Regions from separate parts of the Mus musculus genome. Here region 2 is linked to region 1. The links are chromatin contacts, called in public HiChIP or PLAC-seq maps. All regions are on one chromosome and are shown on one strand. Each heading gives the region's core, a stretch centred on a gene start, on an enhancer-like site or on the middle of the called end of the contact. The rest is flanking DNA. Distances are from core to core; before and after follow the strand shown.

What was found. HiChIP or PLAC-seq counts read pairs in DNA pulled down with a chosen protein or histone mark.
Region 2: a contact with region 1 is called in a FOXA1 HiChIP or PLAC-seq map of pancreatic cancer cells. The contact joins the promoter of Tmem52b here to the promoter of 2310001H17Rik in region 1. A contact is called at or near these places in 3 of 39 promoter capture datasets (the C10 cell line, cranial neural crest and neutrophils), 2 of 484 Hi-C or Micro-C datasets (both in liver) and 2 of 115 datasets of contacts at active chromatin or transcription factors (bone marrow-derived macrophages and pancreatic cancer cells).

What each region holds. Positions count from the first base shown.
Region 1 is chr6:129,236,906-129,241,480 of GRCm38.p6, reverse strand. 2310001H17Rik (RIKEN cDNA 2310001H17 gene) reads left to right here and starts at 2,999. Exons shown (of 4, transcript NR_040268.1): 1 at 2,999-3,045; 2 at 3,637-3,742.
Region 2 is chr6:129,510,495-129,514,762 of GRCm38.p6, reverse strand. It overlaps Tmem52b (transmembrane protein 52B), which reads right to left and starts at 2,206. Exons shown (of 5, transcript NM_001081186.1): 1 at 1,659-2,206; 2 at 506-549. The coding sequence starts at 1,724.

The sequences.
Region 1 (4,575 bases), core at 1,750-4,249:
TGAAACCTGTTTACCAGATCAAGTTTATATAAATCATCACTGCTATTTGCTTCTGAGAGTTTTATAATTCTGTATTTTTATAGTTAGTTTTCTGTTAAAAGTTATTTTTTGTTTAAAGTAAAGAAATTTTAAGGGCTCCTTAAAAATGCTATACATTGAAATGTAAATTTTTAGCACTATTTATCATTTACACATGTCTCTGTGTGTATATATACACACACATTTTGCTGTTGTGTTTTACTTAACAAAAGAAGCAATGATATTGATGAGGTTCTATTGGGGAAAGCATTTTCTATTCTGTTTATTTATATGTTTCTCCTTTTTTGGTTTTTTGGTTTTATTTTTTTTCTTTGAAACAGGAACTTATGTAACCCAAGTTAGCCTTGAACTATATATGTAGATGTTTACCTTGAACAAGAGCTTATCCTCATGTCTGTACCTCACTAGTGCTGGGGTGACAGTATGCCTACGATTCACGTGTCAGCATGTTCTGTACTGTCCTACTATATTGAATACTCTTGATTAGGATGTTAAAGATTTCTTTATGAATCCTCCCAAATTTTTTCTTCTTTATAAAAATTATGGTGATTATTCTATTTCTACATATTTAAAATCAGTGTTTCAGAGTCTTTTAAATGATTTAAGAGGTTTATTTAAGATTCTAGACCATAGACAAAATTAGTATCATTTCACATCTCTTCAGGAGTTTGTAGTTTACCACATATACATCATATATATTTATGTCTAAACATTTTTAATGTTTGGCATTATTGTAAATTACACTTATAAATATTAAATTCTAATTATCCACTGTTAATATGCAAAAAACAATTCGCTTCTTAATGTTAGCCTTGATCCCTGCACATTGGAGTTTTCCCTTTCTAGTTTTGGGAAATCTTTATATTGGTTTTAAGGTAGTCTACCTGGACAATCAAGTCATCTGCTACAAGAAACTACTTAATAAAAGAATAAATAAGTTAACATTCTCTTCCTTCCAACAATCTCATAATTAAAAAAGCAATTCTTTAGTTCATTCTCTTCCAGTCTGTATAACCCTTTTTTTTTTGTTCTTATATGAAGCCATGAAGTCTTTCTCTTCTTCACAATGAGCTGGGACTCCCAGTCTAGTGTGAAAACATGTGAGAATGGATGTCTTTGTTTCAGATTCTAGAGTAAAACATATTTTGTCTCTCACCTTGAAACCCAATGTCAGCTGATAGCTTAGGCAAGCAGATCTCCTGGCATTCAATGCTAGCAAGATGAAGGTGTTCCTAGTATATCAACATAATGGAAGACTAGTATTTCATAACAAATGCGAAGAAAGTAATCAACTGATCTTTATCTGAAAAAAAAAAAACAACATACTTGTGAAAGTAACTTTACATCATACTCTAACCACACCCGCAGGGATGCAGTAGTTCATCAAACAAGAGTGGAGTCCACTATTTGGGTTCTGTGGGCCGTGATTTTGCACTTAAGTCTATAAGAATACAGAAATACAGTCTCCTTCTTTAACAACTCTGTTGATTTTCTGGTTTTGAATCACACATTTGCCCATCTCTGATATTTTCCAGTTTGCTAGTGACTTCGTCTGCCATGTACACTAATTTGAAACGGTATTTCCAACCCTCTCTAAATCTTGAGTCTTTTATCTCTCACCTGAACCCTCACCACCACGCATCATACTTGAACTATATGCATGAGCATCAGCAGTCAGAGATAGCAAGTTCACAATGACCTCTAAGTCATGCAGACACAGACACTAATGCAAGATGGGCAGAGAGGTGGGTACAAATAGACTTTGTGAGTGTCTCTCTGCAAATAGTTCTATTTCTATTTCTATTGCTCTTAGCGTGGCTATTTTCTTACAGAATCCCGTAGCTGCAGTGATTCTGGAAATGGAATTTTTGAGAAGCGGTGTCCAGGTGAGAATCTCTTTCAATAGTCTCTTGATGGTTCTCACGGCCCCAGTGTGATAGAAACTAGATAGAGGGATTGCTGCTTGATACATGATTTGAAAAGTTGGTTTGACTTGTTTAGCCACGGAATTTTTTACACCTCTGATGTTTTGACTGAGTCTATGTGTGCTTTAGCTGATGTGACTTGCATAATGATTTATCTCATCACTTCGCTAGAATTAAAGCCTGAAATGATAAGTAGTCTGGTTTTTTGTTTGCTTGTTTGTTTGTTTGCTTGTTTGTTTGCTTGCTTGTTTCTTTCTTTCTTTTGGCTTGTTTTTTTGTTTGTTTGTTTTGTTTTGTTTTTTTCTCTACATATCAACTGTGAATTGTCACAGTATAGTAGCATTTTCTCACAAAGCTCTTTAAAGCTTTGGGGACATAGAATGTCTATCTGTGAAAAATATCATATAAACTAAATGTTGTATATGCATGAAAGAAATTATTTAGGCATTGATTTACAATCATATAAGTTATGAGGTAGCTTTTCTATATCAATTCATTGTAATTAACTGTTAAATGAAATTCATCACTTTACATCACTAGTTTTCCTGACCCACTTTTCAATATAAAGTAGCTTATAAATGTTTGCAAAAGAAAGAGTATCTGGGAGGTAACAAATAAGAGATGTGTGTTAATGCACCTTATAATTATAAACTTAGTTTATCTTTGGCTTGAGTCATGACTATGGACGATACAAGCCAAGCAACAAGCAGAAGATACAAACAGGAGGTAGGAAAGGATGTCACACCTTGTCTTGATGTTCGGAAACATTTATTAATTTTATTTATTAATTTTATTTTTAATAAAAAAGTTTATTAATTAGAATTTATGTCCATTGGAGATGGAACTGTTTTCCTGAGGGATGGGATGTCTGTTAGATTTTTGATAGATTATTTCTTCTCTTTCTGTTTTAATTGGAGGCTTAACATACACATTTCACGGGATATGACTTGTGACAGGCACCCGTGTGCCGCCCCACCCCACCTCTCCCCGCCCTGCCAGGCTGGGGCTCCTGCCCTGTAGAACTCAGAGATGGAGCCGGCGCCACCTGACTAGGGAGGACTAGTTTAGATCTCCAGATTCGGTACAGTGGGAATACCTGAGGGAAGAGTTTCAGAGTTATTTGAGGAGCAGGGACGCCCACGGGTTCCAACCAATGCCCTCCTTACTTGTTTTGTGTTTCGTTTTAGTTATTAGCGATGCGGTTGGATGAGACTTTGTTGTTTCATATGAAAGAATTTGCTTTGAGGGAGCCGGGAGCAGCACTACAATCCGCAGGGTTGTTTATTTTAAATAGGGCTCTGCACGGTGTTATTTATGACACCGTGATGTTGACACTTCGAGTTCTTTTAAAGTTATATTTTTATTTGCATTCCTGTGTGAGGGAAGGGAGGGGGAGAGGATGGGAGGAGCTTCCTGTGTGCAAGCCTGCAGGTGCGCCAGTGCTCAGCAGAGGGCACTGAATGCTGCGGCACTCGGGTTAACAGATGGTAGTGAGCTGTCTGAACTACTTAAAATTTTCAGGTAAAAGGGCAGCAAGCATTCTTAAACTGCTGAGCGGCCCTCTAGGTGTTCTTTGCTGGGGCAGGGGAGTTAGCAGGGAGGAAGTGGAGAGAACTGGGAGAGTTGAGACCCTCCTTCTGAGCGTTAAGCTGCATGTAGATAATATCTGCAGGTGTGGCACAATTGAAAAGGCAGTGGCTTTCAGGCTAGTCACTGCACGGACTAGTAAGGCAGCTCTCTTGCTCCCAGCACCGTGCATCTGATTCTCCGTTCTCAGGGTGAGTAGCCCCTCCAGTTCTCAACATACACATGTTGGTAATTTCACTGTGTGTGTGTGTGTGTGTGTGTGTGTGTGTGTGTGTGTGTACATATAAAGGTTAGAGATCAACTTTTCGGTGTCAGTCAAATGTGAGGCCCAGGAATGTACCCAGGTCAGTAGCCCCGGCAAAGCCCAGTGAGTCATCTCAGATACCTTCGTTTCAGGACTTTTGCTTAGGTCTGTAATTGTCTATAGAGCAGATAATTCTTAGTATAAGAAGCAGTGGGGTTTTTACTGTGCATCTTGCCTCCCCCTCCCCCTTTTCTTACACTGGCACAGTTTTCAATTTGATATTGAGGAGGGCACCCATATTTTCCTTGAAGAACATATAGTATCACTTTTACAGGCCCAATGATTTGATAATCTTATGGATTTTCATGTCCCATACTGTTTTGGGAATACCTGTGCATTAGTGTGTCTCCTTGCCTGATTTGTTTGGTCTTCTCCTTCATTGGCTAAAAACTCTTCAAGCCCAACCCACCGCCAGCTGTGTACTAAGTGTAGCAAGGTCATACCTCCTAAAGGTTTCCCAACCTCCCCTAAACATCACCACCAACTGGGGACCAAGTGTTCATATACAGGAGCCTATGAGGGGCTTTTCTCATTCAAATCATCACAGTGCATCACTGGAGGAAAGTGAAGGCAGCAGACCTTTGAAGCAGTTGGTCACAATCCAGCCACTGTGGAAAGAAAGAACAATGAAGCTTAGTGCAATTTCTTCACTCTCTGACAGTCCAAAATCCCCTGCTCAAAGAATGGTTTCATCTCAGTGGGAGGATTTTTTTTCCCCAT
Region 2 (4,268 bases), core at 957-3,456, 270 kb before region 1:
CTTACTTAATTCCCCTCACATCTGATAGAGCTGGTTTCAGGGAAATGATTCTATGGCAGAATGTGTGTTTTCCTTTCCTGTGAACAGGATTGTTATTGTCTGTCCTTACTTGAAACCAAAAATTGCTTTTGGATTTGAAGTGGGCATGCTGCTGTGGAAATCATCCAAATAGATAAGCCAATGACTGGCTGCTGAACCCAGTCTGCCCTAATGAGTCACTGGAAACCACAGCTAAGGAAGCCTTTTGCAGGTCTCCCTGACTATATGTATTTAAATTAATTGTGCTGTGTTGACGAGAAGACTGATTTGAAAAAAAAAAAAAAAAAAAAAAGCACTCTCAGTAGGGTGATTCTGAGCAGTTGGAATGACACACATGTCTATGATGGTAGGTGGTGTCCATTTAAGTTAAAAGGGAAGTCGGCACTATCTGCTGACATTTTAGCCTATGTTTGGGTGTTGTCACTTTGTCTGTCTCTACTCCTAGCTTGAACTCTCAGATACTTACTGTTCAGTGTTGACACAGTTCTCCTCACTCCTGGCCCCAGGAAGCTGTGGGAAGGAAATAATCTCAGACATGGAAATGGTCACACCTGCAGTTCTCAGCAGCCTATCAACTACCCATCATGGCTGAACCCTGTCAGACCTATTTGTAAAGATGAGGACAGGATCATAGGATTGGTCTGTACTGGCCTGAGACATTGGTCATTCCTTTGACTGGTGACTACATCTTGTGAGGCAGAAGTTCCTGAAAGAGCAGGGATCTTCTATGTGGCTCGGGCCATGGCTGAGCATCCTTCCTTAGGGAATTATGAATAGCCCTCTGTGTCAGTTTGTCACCCTAGAAGTCTCCTGACTCATCCCCTGGGACATTGTGGTTGTCTTCCTTATCCCTGCACTGCTGAAAATTGAAATCTAGCCCCAGTGCTATTCATTTTCAGCCTTCACCACATCAGTATCTCACTACACAAGAAGAGCAATGGGGGAGATGTTACAAAGAAAGAAGAATAAAGAAGAAAAGGAAATGCAGAAACCAAGAGAACATATAAGAAAATGTACTTTTATATATTGGTTAACTTGCGTGGGAAGCAAAGCAGACAGCTGCTACCAGCACAGGAATGAGATGCAGTCTAGTTTCTGCAGTGTCTTGCTCAGCTAGACTTCCTAGCTATGTAAACTTGGCCTTGGCATTTGTCCAGAATCTCTCACTATACTGACCCTTTTTTCAACTAAATGGTGACTCACAGGCTTTTCTTTCACAGAGGAGTAAAATAAATTGTTTAAAATATTATTAAAGAGACCTTTGGTACTGGGAACTCACTGGGTAATCCCTGCACCCCTGTTCAAGCTGAGTATAACATATACTATCTCTGATTGTTCTAATTTTTCTCCCTCTTTCCATGAGCATCAGTCACACATACATACATCTACACACACACACACACACACACACACACACACACACACACACACACACACACACATACACATACACACATCTCTGAAACCCCCTATTATTAAACAAACACCATAGTACTCTTTTCTCACTCCCTTTTGGGTTCTATATCAGTTTTTGCTCCATCCATTTCCTCCTAGAGACAGCATAGCTAAAGCAATACGCAAAGGAAAGTTTCTTCCTGCTGTTTCACAATTGAACACACCTGGATGAAATAAAACAGGCCAGAGGCCATCAGCACCTGGGCCCAGGCTGTCATTAGGCTGAACATCTGGTCCAGAAAGGTCACGCCGGCTGCATCTGCTGTATCCTTCCCATGCTCCGTGCCACGTGGAACTTGGTGGTGAAGGATTCCTAAAGAGAATTTTTTCTCGGCAATAGATCAATCTCCTCTCCTTGTTCCCGCTGGCTTTATATTTTACGGTTTCCTTTTCCCTTTTAGTTTCCTCCTCCTGAGTTCTCTTCACGGGGTCTCCACATTGGCTTCCTCTCCACTTCCTTTCTTCAATCAAACTTTTCTGTGTATTTAATTTTTCTTCGTCTGCATTCAAGAAGAGCACATTTGTCCTCTGAGTTAGATTTTTTTTTCCTCAGTCTATAATGAGAGACTTGGACCTGTAATAGGTCAAAGGCAGATTGTGAGTGACCAGATGTGTTCTTGTGTTCATCAGGAAACTAGTTACACACTCTCGGCTCCTGGATGACCGCTGAAGTCTGAAAGTCACTGCCAATCTCTCTCCACCCTCTCTCCATGTGATTGGCATCTGCCTTCTTACTCCTTAAAACTCTCCCCTTACCGTGTTGATAATCAACCCTGCAGGTTCTGGGTCATTTATTGCAGCCATTCAGCAGGACTAAGAGATTTTAAAGGAGCTAGAAAGTTATCCCTACTTTAGAGTAGGTAGTGGGTTTCAAAACTAGAAGTGCCAGGTGCTAACAATGGTCTCAGCCTCCTGCTTCAGTTTCAGAAACACAGGCATAGTTTTAAAAACCATTTTCCAAGTTAACACACTCTCTCTCTCTCTCTCTCTCTCTCTCTCTCTCTCTCTCTCTCTCTCTCTCTCTCTCTCTCCCTCTGCTCCTCTTAAAGCAGTGTTGTGATGTTGTCACTAGAGAACCAGGCTCAGAGCATACAATCACGGTTCCATCTACTGAGGAGGCTGAGACACGAGGATCATATGGGTCTAGTTCAGGAAAGTAAGACTACCCTAGGGAACAGCAAGACCTCCATCTAAACCCACATATTATCAACAATAAAATAAGACTTACAAGTCATATTTTAAAATAAGCACACCACACGGAAAGGATATAAAATGGCTATACAGGAAAATATTGTCCAGAGCCAGTGAATGCCATATAAACGACTGATATTTAAGGAGGAATCTTTTACCCAGATCCCAAAGTACTAAGTAAGAACACTCAGTGTTGGTTCACAGTGACATGTCTGTTTCACAAGACTGAACAAAATTAGATTTCAGCTGCTTTCTAATTGATGAGGAGAGGCTGCAGGGTGGGTCCTGATGAGGGAGTTTGTGGAGTGGGTTCCATCACACTCAAGGCCCCACACACCATGTGATCAGACCGTGATGATATGATGTGAGAATTATGAATGCAAACAATTTCCTGTTCTCAGCTAAGGAGAGCAAACAGTGAGAGAACTCTCTGGTACAATGTTGCTCTCTCCAAGTTGTCCATTTCTTTTTATAACATAGGCTCTTGAGTGAAATGTACTTTCCAAACTTCAATAGAAAACTCTGTGAGACAGAAGGCATTCTGGAGGAGTGGAGAGCAGGACTTAAGTTACAGCCTTTCACTAGGCCTGGACCTTACTGCACCTCCTTCTTCAGAGAGCATAATAAATAACTCCTGAACTAGCATCAGCTGTTGCTTCAGCGAAAGGAAATCGGGGTCAAGGAGGCATCTTGTGTGGAATATTTTTATTCAAACACCACATAATAGAAAAACTTCATGAATACCCCCCCCACACACACACCCTGTTTTCTTTTCTTGTGGGAAAGACAGTAAACCAGCATGGGTTAAGACCATAGCTCAGGGTCTTGATCCAGTCACTTGCTTGACCCCCTGTTTGTTATGGGATCTTGGACAAGGCATTTTATGTCTCTGTCAGCTCAGTTCAATTTGATATGGAAAGCACTCTGGTTCTCAATATCCACATAGTGACTCATGAATTGTAGCTCCAGTCCCAGAGGAATCTCAGGCCAACTTCTGTCCTCCATGGGAATCAGGCATGTGGGTAGTGAGCATATATACACAAAAGCAAAGTACTTATACAAATAAATAACAAAATAAAGGAATCTTTATGATGTATATTACAGTCCTGATAGCAAGCATTTGATATTAGTTAAGATACTTTTAATTTATCTCTATCTTACATGTGATGGTTCCTTCCAATATACAGGATCATTAATGTCCACTATGACTCTTCTGTCTTTCTACCAGTCCTTTCTAGATGGCAATATATCTTTCTAATAGTCTTTTTTTCCTTGAACAGTTCCCATGCTAACCAGGCCATTTCTTTTCCCACCCGCACCAGCCTTCACCTGCATGAACAGGTTTTCCAATTACTTTGGCTTTCCCCCCTGGCAGTTTCTGGCCACATGATTGCAATCGTCTTTCTTGCCCTGGAGCTTCCCAGCAGGCCTGAACACCACAGGCTTTGGTTAATGACTCCCTTGTTGTTTTCTTTTTCAGAATTACCCGTACCATTTCTTTCTTATCCCATAAGCAGGAAAGAACTTCCTTTGTTGATTCTAATGTGTCAGTGTCCTGTGATGGCTCCCGTCACAGCTTTTAA